Regions from separate parts of the Bicyclus anynana genome. Here region 1 is linked to region 2. The links are chromatin contacts, called in public Hi-C maps. All regions are on one chromosome and are shown on one strand. Each heading gives the region's core, a stretch centred on a gene start, on an enhancer-like site or on the middle of the called end of the contact. The rest is flanking DNA. Distances are from core to core; before and after follow the strand shown. Region 1 overlaps LOC112046086 (protein enabled). Region 2 holds the start of LOC112046086 (protein enabled).

Region 1 (5,616 bases), core at 2,117-4,616, 78 kb after region 2:
GTACCTACTCGTAGTTTTTGCTAATGTTATATAAGGTAGGGGTAGGCTAGTCTATAGGGGTGGAGAAGAAGTGCATTTATACGACAAAGCGAAGCTTGGCCGGGGTCCGCTAAATAAATAAATGAACTTTTTGATTTTGTAATGAGGGTCATTGTAGCACGATTAATTTTTGTGCAATGTGACAAAACCGAATTACACAATAGCAACACGAGTGCTACAGTGGCTAATTATGTGCAGTGGCATACAATTTTTTTTTTCTACGTCTATGATAAAATAAATAATAGTAAAAAAGGGTCTCCTCGATTTGAAATCGGCAGGTCCTCCTAGATTTAGTTCTGGCTTGGCCTCTTAGATTTTGTCTCTTATAAGGAATCCTTAATTTTTATAGCCAATGCCATGGAACTATTTAAAATTAAAAAAGAAATAATTGTAGCACGGTTTAAAAATGAAAAAAAAAATCTTTTACCAATAAATTTTATTATCTGCTAGTATAGCTTGGCAACTTCGTTCGTAACACTGCCGATGTGCCGAGCGGGCCGGTAAGCGTGTAGCGATGAATCTAAAACCCATGACTGATGCACCTCACTTCCACGCACGATTTCACACCCGCGCAGTCCTTCCCCCCCCCCCCCCCCCCGCATATCATGGGAGTGTCATCAACGAACTTGTCTTAGTTAATGTAGAGAAAGATGAGTGAAAGTGACTATTAGAGAATTCCTAAACTGCAACACCTTGCAGGGCAGACTCGTTCGAAACATTCTCTAAACTGTAGGCCCAACACCTGGCAACAGGTGTTGGCAATCAAACTCATCCGGCCGACACACAGCGATGGATGTTTTATTAATTGTAAAACAAGTCAATAATTAAAAAAAAACCCGACTGCCTAACCTACTCGCACCTAGTCATCCGCCTTGCGTATTTTGTATAGTGATTAATAAATAACATTTTCTAATTAGTTTTTTTTTATATGGCCATGATATACCATTTTGAAATACTCTTGATGAGCCCTTGAATTTGATACCCATAACGCAATATTCGAAAAAAACTTTAGCGTCTCACAGTCGTCGTGTAGTTTTTTTTTAACTTCAGCTATCTAAGAACACTTGGGTTGTTGAGACAAATATATCGATATATTAATTGCGTAAAGCCATTCAGCGGCTTGCAAGATATGTATTACATACATACATACATACATACATACAAACATACATACAAGATACGCGCGAAAAACATAACCCTTCTTGCAGTCGGGTAAAAAAGCCTTTTATTTCCTCCTAAATACCTAAAGCTTCGTTAAAATAAAAGAAAAAATTTAAACAAACGTATGGTAAGTTTTTCGCTACCGCAACTAGGTCGTAGTGATTCGTGGAATAGATTCAATAATCCCCTAAATTCTCAGACCCCGTGAATAAGGTACGTGACTACTCACCGAGGGAAAACTGTCAAGAGAATAACGGTATTCGCGGAATATTACAATCATTTAGTGACGTAAACAGAGTTCTGTGAAAGCATGGATTCGAATATATTTTATTGATTATTCATTCATTATCAACCCACATTCGGCACACTGCTGAGCTCGAGTCTCTCAGAATAAGAGGGGTTAGGTCAATAGTCCACCACGCTGGCCCAATGCGGATTGGCAGACTTCACACATGCAGTTACTTCTCTGGCATGCATTTCTTCACGATGTTTTTCCTTTAGCGTTTGAGGCACGTGATATTTAATTTCTTAGCACACAACTGAAAAGTTGGAGGTGCATGCCCCGGACCGGATTCGAACTCACACCCTCCGGAATCGGAGGCAGAGGTCATATCCATTGGGCTATCACGGATATTGATTATTATTTATAAGTATCTTCGTTTATTAATTAAGTTGTTTACCATCTGTGCCCGAGATTTTAGACGCTTTTATTCTGTTAACTTTGATAAGATTGATGATTAGTTTTTATTAGATTAGACCGTGTTGGTGGGAAACCAAAAAAAATGAGGTTTTTTTATATTTTCGTCATAGTATGAAACATCGTGTCCCAAAGCGTCAGTCACAACCCTTCGCAAAGCACCGTTAAAGATTTCTAGAGAGGGTTAGAGAATGTTAAAGTTTAAAAAAAGCGAAGCTTAGTAAAAGCGGATCTACTATCAGACTTCATAAAATGAATAATATCTGGCTGTTGCAGACCCTCAGTTTAGTTATTTTTATTTTTTTTAATATTTCCATATTTTTTAATTAGGACCAATTTTTTCATTCCCCTCCAACTAGGCTGTGTTAGCAGTGTAACCGGGCGGGGATCGAACCACAACCCCTCGGTGATGAGTCCGACCGCTTTACATTTGAGCTATTGAGGTTCAATCAACGACGGTTGTCCCGTTCATAATTGATGTGGGCAGTGGAGCGAAAAGAACTTATTAAAAATATACGCATTATAAATCTTAACTAACAAGCGAATCAACAAAATATCACTTGAATAGCATTCTTGGTGGTCTAATTAACAATATACAGCAGATGTTCCACAGAAAACGTAGATATGTCGCGCGATGCAATTGGATTACTTTACCCCCACTTCAATAATACTTGGAATAATCCAAAGATACTAGAAGTAGCGTCGGGATTTCTAGGGTCTATGCTTTTTAACTGCACAACTGCCTCCTTGTCCATTTCATGCGGCTTCGGATCTTTATGTTCCGAGTTAGGGTGTGAAATATGAAGCTTTTCTTTCTTTGAAATTCTCAGCAGAAGATTAGCTAGGAAGTCGCTGGTGTTACACCCCAGTGCCGTCGGTTTCAGTGGTGTGTACTTCATAGATCAAATGATGTTCTGCCTTCCCTGATGACTCATCGTGAAGATGAGAAGACCGAATTCTTTATTTTCTGCCTACTTTAATTGAAGGCCTTGTGCTAGCCGCTGTCTGATAATGATTGTTACATAAAAACTATCTAATTCTTTTATCTGATATTTAAGAAATTAAATATCACGTGTCTCAAACGTTGAAGGAAAATCATCGCATCGTGAGGAAACCTGCATACCAAAGATTTTTTTTAATTTTCTACGTGTGTGAAGCATGGTGGCCTATTGGCCTAACCTCTCTCATTCTTAGAGGAGACTCGAGCGCAGCAGTGAGTCGAATATGGGTTGATAATGATGATCTAATACTAAGCTTCCCGACTCTCACAGTAGCATAGCGGGACTAAGTCCTAAATCCTTACTCATATGGGATGCCTGAAAGTGGGTCGTGTAAATATAAATAATACGTATGTTGTTGACGATGGTGATAACTTTGTAAAGGTTCTAATGAGAACGTTGTTGTCCACAGCGAGCAATCGATAAGCAGCGCGCGCGCTTCCGTCATGGTGTACGACGACGCCGTGAAGCGCTGGATCCCCTCGGGCTCCAGCTCGGGGCTGTCCAAGGTGCACATCTACCACCACACGCAGCACAACACCTTCCGCGTCGTCGGCAGGAAGCTCAACGACCACGAGGTAACTCACTTGTCCCTACGTAAGTCTACGTCGGCGTGACAAAAAAATGGGGGTTCACAATTTCGAAAGCGAGGTGTCACGAAAATTCATGCGGCTTCGTAGTGGTTGGTACGTGATTGAGATTCTTCTAAATACATTAAGTAGAAATAGGTTGCTTCTTTCTGCTGTATTGAATAATTCAATCACTTTTTGATTGAAAATCTTTACTTTTTAACCGACTTCAAAAAGGAGGAGGTTCTTAATTCGGTCGGTATTTTTTTTTTTGACATTCAATTAATTTACGAAGTTTATTTTCACTTTTGTGTAGAAAATTTTTAATTCGTAGTTGGATGTCAACAGCAACATTGGATGACATATGCAAAGATATTCCATAGTCAGATATGATCTTCACAATTTTCACCGAGTTTTGGGAAATGGTAATGTAGGGGGTCAACTTGCACCCTGCACCAGTCAAAAGTATGGGACCCTCTGCTATAACCCAAGGCTTTACGATAACTTACTAAATAGGTGGACCAATCTATTATTCTCTCATTTATTTATTAGTCCTTTTTTAAATTTTTAACAATGTTGGTACAAAACACTATTAAAAAATAAAAAAAAAAACTCATCTCTCCCGCTGCGGGACATTTGAGTGCCCAAGCAACCGGTGGTCTTGGCTCCAGAGTGAGGAACCTCCTCACAATACGCGCCGTCTTAAGAATCACTGCCTTCTGTATCCGACTCTTGATCCAACAGTTAAGTGAAAGCTTCTTAAGGTGTTGGTCGAAGCTTTTCGCTAAGATAAGACCATTGACTGAAACAACTATCAGAACAATAATAGTTGATTCAACATTCCACATAGCGGTAATCTCGTGAGTTATACTTTTTCGAATATATGGACCAATTATTATTATCATTCACAATAACTGACTACGACACACCTCATCTCAATAGTTAGAAGTGTAGATAAGCAATATTGTCGTGGGCAGACGCGATACCGACCATGAACCAAGCGATATCGAACAAGGAACCAGATGTTACAAAAACAACTAAATCAATATGTGGCCTTCCTACCTACGAGCCTTGTTTGGCAGATTAGAACTCTCTAACGCGCTTATTAGATTACTAGTAGGTGCCCACGACTTCTCGTGATATTCACTAATAGCCAGTTTCTTTAGGTAAAGCTAAAGTTACAGTAAAAGTAGTAAGTAGTAAAGAAAACTTTATTTTTCCGTGAATAAGACCGTTACTTTTGCTTTATGACGTTACTTTGACTGTTACTTGCGATGAAGAAACTGGCCGTAAGAGATTCACGTGAAAAAGATAAAAGAAATAGGTAAGATTACTTCTTTGCCTGTCTAACCTTTTTCTTAGCACATAAGCTGCTTTGAAACAAGCGAGCTAACCTTTATGTATAGCTAACAAATTCTGACAAATAAATGCTTGTTTACATTTTCACGCCTAAATCACTAAATCTATTTTTTTAATTTTTTCACCAATGGAAAGCTACATTAGCAGCAAGTAACATAGACTATATTGTTTGTCTCCGTATACCGCATAAACTGTTATTACTGTTATTAAATTTGTATTTATATTCTTTTACCTATGTATAGCTGTAAAACTGTTTAACTTTAACTTTAATTAGTATTATTAATATAAAGATAATCTTATTATTTAGAGCATGTAGTGTTAACCTATAAGTGGCCAAACATTTTGCCTTGTTACCTATGTTATTAAAATATTATATATCTTGTAAGAAATGTAAGGTTGTTGGTTAACCAAATAAATTAAAAAAAAAAAAAAAAATTACGAAGGGTGAAATTGCTGAGGCGACCGCCAGTAATCATCATCATCATCATCATCATCATCATCATCATCATCATCATCATTATCATCACGTCAGCCGATGGACGTCCACTGCCATAAGCCTTTAGTAGCGAGTTCCGAACGCCACGCAAAAGTTTTGCCCGTTACTGATCACGCTGGGCATGCGGGTTGGTCAGCGCAGTAATAAAATATAATAATTAATTACTGTTACGTAAATGTTACGTTATTTTCATTTAATAATTTATTTTCTTAATTAATATACTATACTTAATTTTAAAAAGTTAGGTAAGTACTTACCTAATTTCCATTTTTATTAAAAACTAGCGGACGCCCGCGA
Region 2 (5,670 bases), core at 2,988-5,487:
GGTCAATAAAAATGAATTGGATGGTGGATTTAAACCCACACCCTTCGGAATCGGAAGCAAAGGTCATATCCACTAGGACATCACGGCTCGAGGTAGTTATGCACTAGGTCATATCCACTAGGATATCACGGCTCGAGGTAGTTATGCACTATCAGAAATACCTCAGATCCAACTCTCTAAGATCAGGCAGCTGCGCCGACAGCTGGATCACCTCGCGCCAGTTGGAGAACAGGTTCTGCGACACGTCCAGACTCCTCACGTTGGGACAGAGCAGCGCCACGTCCCCTGCCTTGGACACGTTCTGATCACGGACACACACTTCGAGCAGCCGGTCGAACTTCCTGGAACATTAATGTCAAAAATAAGAAGCCATTACTTCATGAGATACAATAAATAACAAAGGATGGCATAGGCATCGAAATTTGCTGACTAATTTAACAAATGCTAATGTCAAATATATAAAACTAGCTGACGCCGCGCGGTTTCACCCGCGTGGTTCCCGTTCCCGTAGGAATACGGGTATAATATATAGCCTATAGCCTTCCTCGATAAATGGGCCATCTAACACTGAAATAATTTTTCAATTCAGACCAGTAGTTCCTGAGATTAACGCGTTCAATCAAACAAACTCTTCAGCTTTATAATATTAGTATAGATACTGCTTCTGCCTCTATTTTGTGGTACAGTTTTAGAAACTTATCAAGAATCTATTACTATTGGAGCAGTGATAGCCCAGTGGATACAACTTCTGCCTCAGATTCCGGAGGGTTTGTGTTCGAATCCGGTCGGGGGCATGCACTTCCAACTTTTCAGTTGTGTGCATTTTAAGAAATTAAATATCACGCATCTCAAACGGTGAAGGAAAAACATCGTGAGTAAACCCGTCATACCAGAGAACTTTCATAATTCTCTGCGTGTGTGAAGTCTGTGGTGGGCTATTAGACCAATAGTTTATAATATATAGTAAATATCCATCTCATTCTGAGAGGCGACTCGAGCTCAGCAGTGAGCCGAATATGGGTTGATAATGATTACTATTAGATATTATAATATAGAAAATCCAAATTGAATCAGATCCACAGGAGACATATAGTAGCTACAAGCAGTTCGTAATATTACTAATAATATTGTTATGTATAATATTACTTACTGTTTTTGATGTATCTTCTCAAAGCCGACCATCTCAATGAACGGTGCACCCATCTCACGTTTCCACTCATTGATGACGGTCCTGCGATGAGCCGCCACAGTCTCATCCTGCAACCATTTAACACACAGCATTAACTTTACAAGGCCAGGCCTTATAAGCAGTGGCGTGCATAAGGTTGTTGATCAGGGTATGCACTAAAAGACAATTTAACCAAACTGGCAAAATGTGCATTGGAATATTAACAATCATTTATTAGGGTATGCAGTGCTTTAATGCATGTATGAAGTGCACCCCCGTATAAGAGATATAGATCTTAAACCCATCACACTGCTTCAATAAGAGTTAGCAGGCTTATGACATTAAATCTATTAACAACCACTATACAGTGTGCTCGGGAGAATTTCCCATAAATTCAAGATGTTGATGAGTCCACTAATAGGAGCCAAACTGCACAACTGTGATGGACTTGCCAATGCACAACTTTAAGCAATGTGTTAAAAAACATTTACTTAGTCGAGGTTACTACACTATTGATGAGTTCCGTAATGACAAAGGTGCTTGGAGGCCATTGGATCAGCTTCCACTTTCACACAGGAAATAAAACTATAAGAAATTGTAATTTAATTGTTTTCAAATGTAAATTGTAATACTGTATGACTTTTTCAAAAGAGCAACTGTTGAGTTTCTTGCCGGTATCTTCTCAGCAGAACCTGCCTTCCGAACCGGTGGTAGAATCTTTACAAATAGTCAACTGACGTGTCAAAAGTGCTTGTAAACTGAGGCTACTTGAAATAAATGAATTTTGAATTTTTTGAATCAACTAATATTTTTTTAACTAAAAAATAAAAACATTTTATGTATTCATACTAAGTAATTCAAATAATTTGTCTATCCATGTAACACACACCATTATCTATTCTTGCATTTTAAGTTTGGCTACGCTATTAATATAAGGTCACATTTAAAGGTATATTAAAATTTTATGTGCTCTGAAAATATAAGAAACATTATTTACTTTGAAAATATTAATTTTAGAACACATGTTCCTTCAACATTTGGAATTATTTTTGTTATAGAATTTAACCATGTTATGGGAAATACTCATACTCACAAGCATCCTGTATAATGTCATGACTAATAAAGAACATCCATCATGTGGTGAAGAGGAGACTAGTTATCACCAAGGCTGACAGTCCCATGTAGGAGCAGGCATAATTGCACCCAAGCCTTGGCCTTTTTAAAAAAAAAGAAACTGAACAAACACCAACTCCTTGTTTGTTTGGTTTCTTTTTTTTCATCTTTAGACCAAGAACTTTCTTTGTCTTTTGCAGCCTACATTACTGCAATTTTGTTAGTTGTTTTGTTTGTTTGTTGGGTAGTTTACTTGTTTGCTGGGTACTGCAATTACCCAAGGCATAGATTTTAACTCTTCCCTGTCAAAACAGATATACTGCTTTAAGAAAAACACATGCCAATAGCACAAACTTCAATTTCCCAAGAAAAAATCAGTCTAAAAGAGCCTCCTTTGTACTCAATAAGCCCATTATAATAAAACAAGGTGTTACACAATAGGATAACGTTTATGCTAAGTTATTACTCGTTCAAGTTAAGCAACTTGTAATATGTGGGTGTGAAGTGACACAATTTAAAATAAACACATGTGTGACATGAACAAAGAGTTATTTTATATCATTATGTTATTCAACTAGGTAAATCCTCACCTCTCTATCACCATAATACTTTCGGATGGCTTCAGCACAAGTTTTGAATGGAGCAATTTTGTTGGGACGTATGAATGAACCAGCACCTGGTTTGGTCGTTTTGAAGTACTGCACATCCTCTACGATGCCGTCATGCTTTCCCCTGTCGGCGTTATCCCACTCTACTCCATACCAAATGCCTTTGTACCCATGCACCTCCCCAATATACTTCACCGTACCAAAATCATCACTGCACTTCACACGACTTCCTACAGACACTTGGTATTCACAATCGTCGCCGCCGTTCAGGCTGTCCATGGCACCGTTGCAAAATTTCGGTATCAAATCAACAGGCATCGCGCCCACCATTCTTTTTATGTTTTCGAAAAAAGAATGTTTATCAAAATGAAAACAGACTTATTTTTCGGAAGCTACGTCCAAAGATTACAATGTATTATTGGAAATAGATAGGCAACTCTAACTTTTTTCGGAACGCTTGTGATAGCGCCATCTAGTGACTAGCTACGGTATTTTTAGTATAGTATCCATTATGTTATAAAAATAATAATGCATATTTTTTGTAAATGCGAGATTTTTGATTTTGTAAAAGTTGAAGAAACCAATTGAGAAAAACAAAAAAAAAAAGACAAAAAGTTTTCCATTGTCCGGGCTCGAACTCAGGATTATTAGATCGTACCTTTGTTATACACCACTAGGCCAAATGACTATATGGAATATCGTTGAAATTAATGTACGGTTACTGTCTATCTGTAATAATCCCTTTGCTTTAGAAATACAAACACATTCTTCCTATTGCGCGTCAAAATTAAAAGGATAAATAATTCTTTTTTGTTTTGTTTTTTTTTTCCATACTTACACGGTTTAAATCTCTAAAAACATTATAATACATACACACCATAAGTAATTGTATTTACTATTCTGGAATCTTAAATCTAGAATGTAGATGGCGCTGCTTCATAAAGATTTCACGTTCTTCTAAGTTCCCATGGCATGGCTACGTCTGTCAAGCAAAACAAATTAGCAAACTGTCAGATTTTGAGTCATCAAAAAAAAACATCAAAAAGATATTGACAAAGATCAATACGTAGACAGAGTATAAATGGCTTGTTTATGGAGCACGGCTGTGCACTGGTGCCGATTGCTGCCAGTAAATTCAATGTCGTCCGATTGTATTGTTTATGAGTCGTTTGTCAGATTAAAAAATAACCAACATAGTTTTGCAGATCTAGCAATAGATGGCGCTACCAGGACCATTTTGAGATTGACTAAAATTAATCCTTCGAGAGGTGATTGGTCGGTCTCGTTGACCGAGCATATGGTATAATGCGACCAAGTATAGACGTCAGACAAATAAGGGCGAAAATGTAAATTTTATTTCCGGATATGTACCGAATACTCCAACCGAATAGCACATTGTGTCGTTTAAAATTTTCTGAATACGGTATTCAATTTTTTTTATACTTTTTATAAAATGTATTGAAAGTTCAGCTGTGCTGAGGTGTGTTGTATTAAAAAATATTTTTAATAAACTCAAAGACGTAAGCGTTTGAGTGACTGATGATATAAAAAATATTTTTTTTAATTCATTCGTCGTGTTCGCGCAGTGCAAGCGTCCTTCCGTCATCCGCTCCGTTTCCAAAATCGAGCGGGACTGAAAACGAAAATTGTGCTATTTCTCAAAAATGGCCACCCCTAATCCACCGGACGAGTGCTCGAGTCGATAATACTAAAATGTCGCTTCGTGTCTGTGATAATATGCAGTTTATAAGTGAACAATTGTGAGTGTCGTGCAATAGTCGGATTTAACACGACAAAGGATTCAATCAAAATGAGGTACGTACAGCTAAAGTTCATCAAACCGCTGCTTGCGAGCTTTTACGAAAACAAATAAATAAATCCTGTATTGTTCGCTTGCATGCGTCGTTCTATATTTAAATTTAGAATATTTATTTACGTACCGTGCTGATCGGAGCGCGAAGTCTGTGTTCTATATTGTAATGTAAACAACGCGTATCGATTTTAAATTTGCAATTTTATGAATGAGATTGAAGAAAAACAGCCCATAATTTAGCATAGAAATCGATGAAGCATTGCATAGTGTCGGAAAACTGTCTGCTTGGACGAGTTATCGATTTTTTCTACATATATTTATCAAGAAGTGCCCCACACGTTGTATATTCAATTTATTTTTGTCTTTCCCTTTCATGGCTGTTTATTTGACCTTGAATTAAAGTGCATTGGGTATGAGGGCGATTTCTTAAAAATGGGGTGATTTTAGGGGGATGGTTCTATAGGGTGCTGGGGTGTGTAGGAGAAAAATTCACTCCACCCATTTGAATTAGGAACATGAAATCTTTTGCAAAGCAAAGTTAGACCTATTTGTTGTAAATTGAATTTGGCTTCATTTTATTTTGTACTTTTACTTTATGAATGTAAAGTACAAGAAAAAGTTTATTTGCAAATAATAATAAAACATTTTATTAGTATTACTTAACTATCAAAATATTTAATTGTGTATTTAAATCCGCACTCTGGTAAATAAATAAGTGTAAATATAAATTTCCAATATAAATTATAAATATAAATTTCCAGTTATATATAAAAAAATTATCAAGTTTCCTGGATGTTGCTAATCTAGAATGTTTATCATTGCACAAATACCTACTAAAATACATCATATCAAGTTGTGAGTCATCAGAGCTTTAACTATGGTATAACTAAGGTGTAAGTATTTGACCATGGTTGACTAATAAGTCAACATAATTATTTATATGGAAACGTTAGTGAATGTGACTCGTT

What was found. Hi-C and Micro-C count contacts between places; a contact is called where the count stands out from the background.
Region 1: a Hi-C map of whole body shows a contact between it and region 2, with 1.8 times the contacts expected there. The contact joins the enhancer-like site here to the promoter of LOC112046086 in region 2. A contact is called at or near these places in 2 of 2 Hi-C or Micro-C datasets (whole body and whole larva).

The regions. Positions count from the first base shown.
Region 1 is chr18:1,783,360-1,788,975 of ilBicAnyn1.1, forward strand. LOC112046086 (protein enabled) reads left to right here. Exons shown (of 14, transcript XM_052886707.1): 2 at 3,308-3,473. Among protein-coding and RNA genes, the nearest start is that of Trnac-gca, 52 kb to the right of the region's middle. Within about 2 kb of position 3,367, at least 2 of the 8 cell types and tissues checked have open chromatin away from gene starts, as enhancers often do.
Region 2 is chr18:1,704,351-1,710,020 of ilBicAnyn1.1, forward strand. LOC112046086 (protein enabled) reads left to right here and starts at 4,238. Exons shown (of 14, transcript XM_052886707.1): 1 at 4,238-4,704. The coding sequence starts at 4,700. LOC112046079 (tubulin-specific chaperone E) reads right to left here and starts at 3,310. Exons shown (of 7, transcript XM_024082556.2): 1 at 2,872-3,310; 2 at 1,151-1,257; 3 at 162-341. The coding sequence starts at 3,219.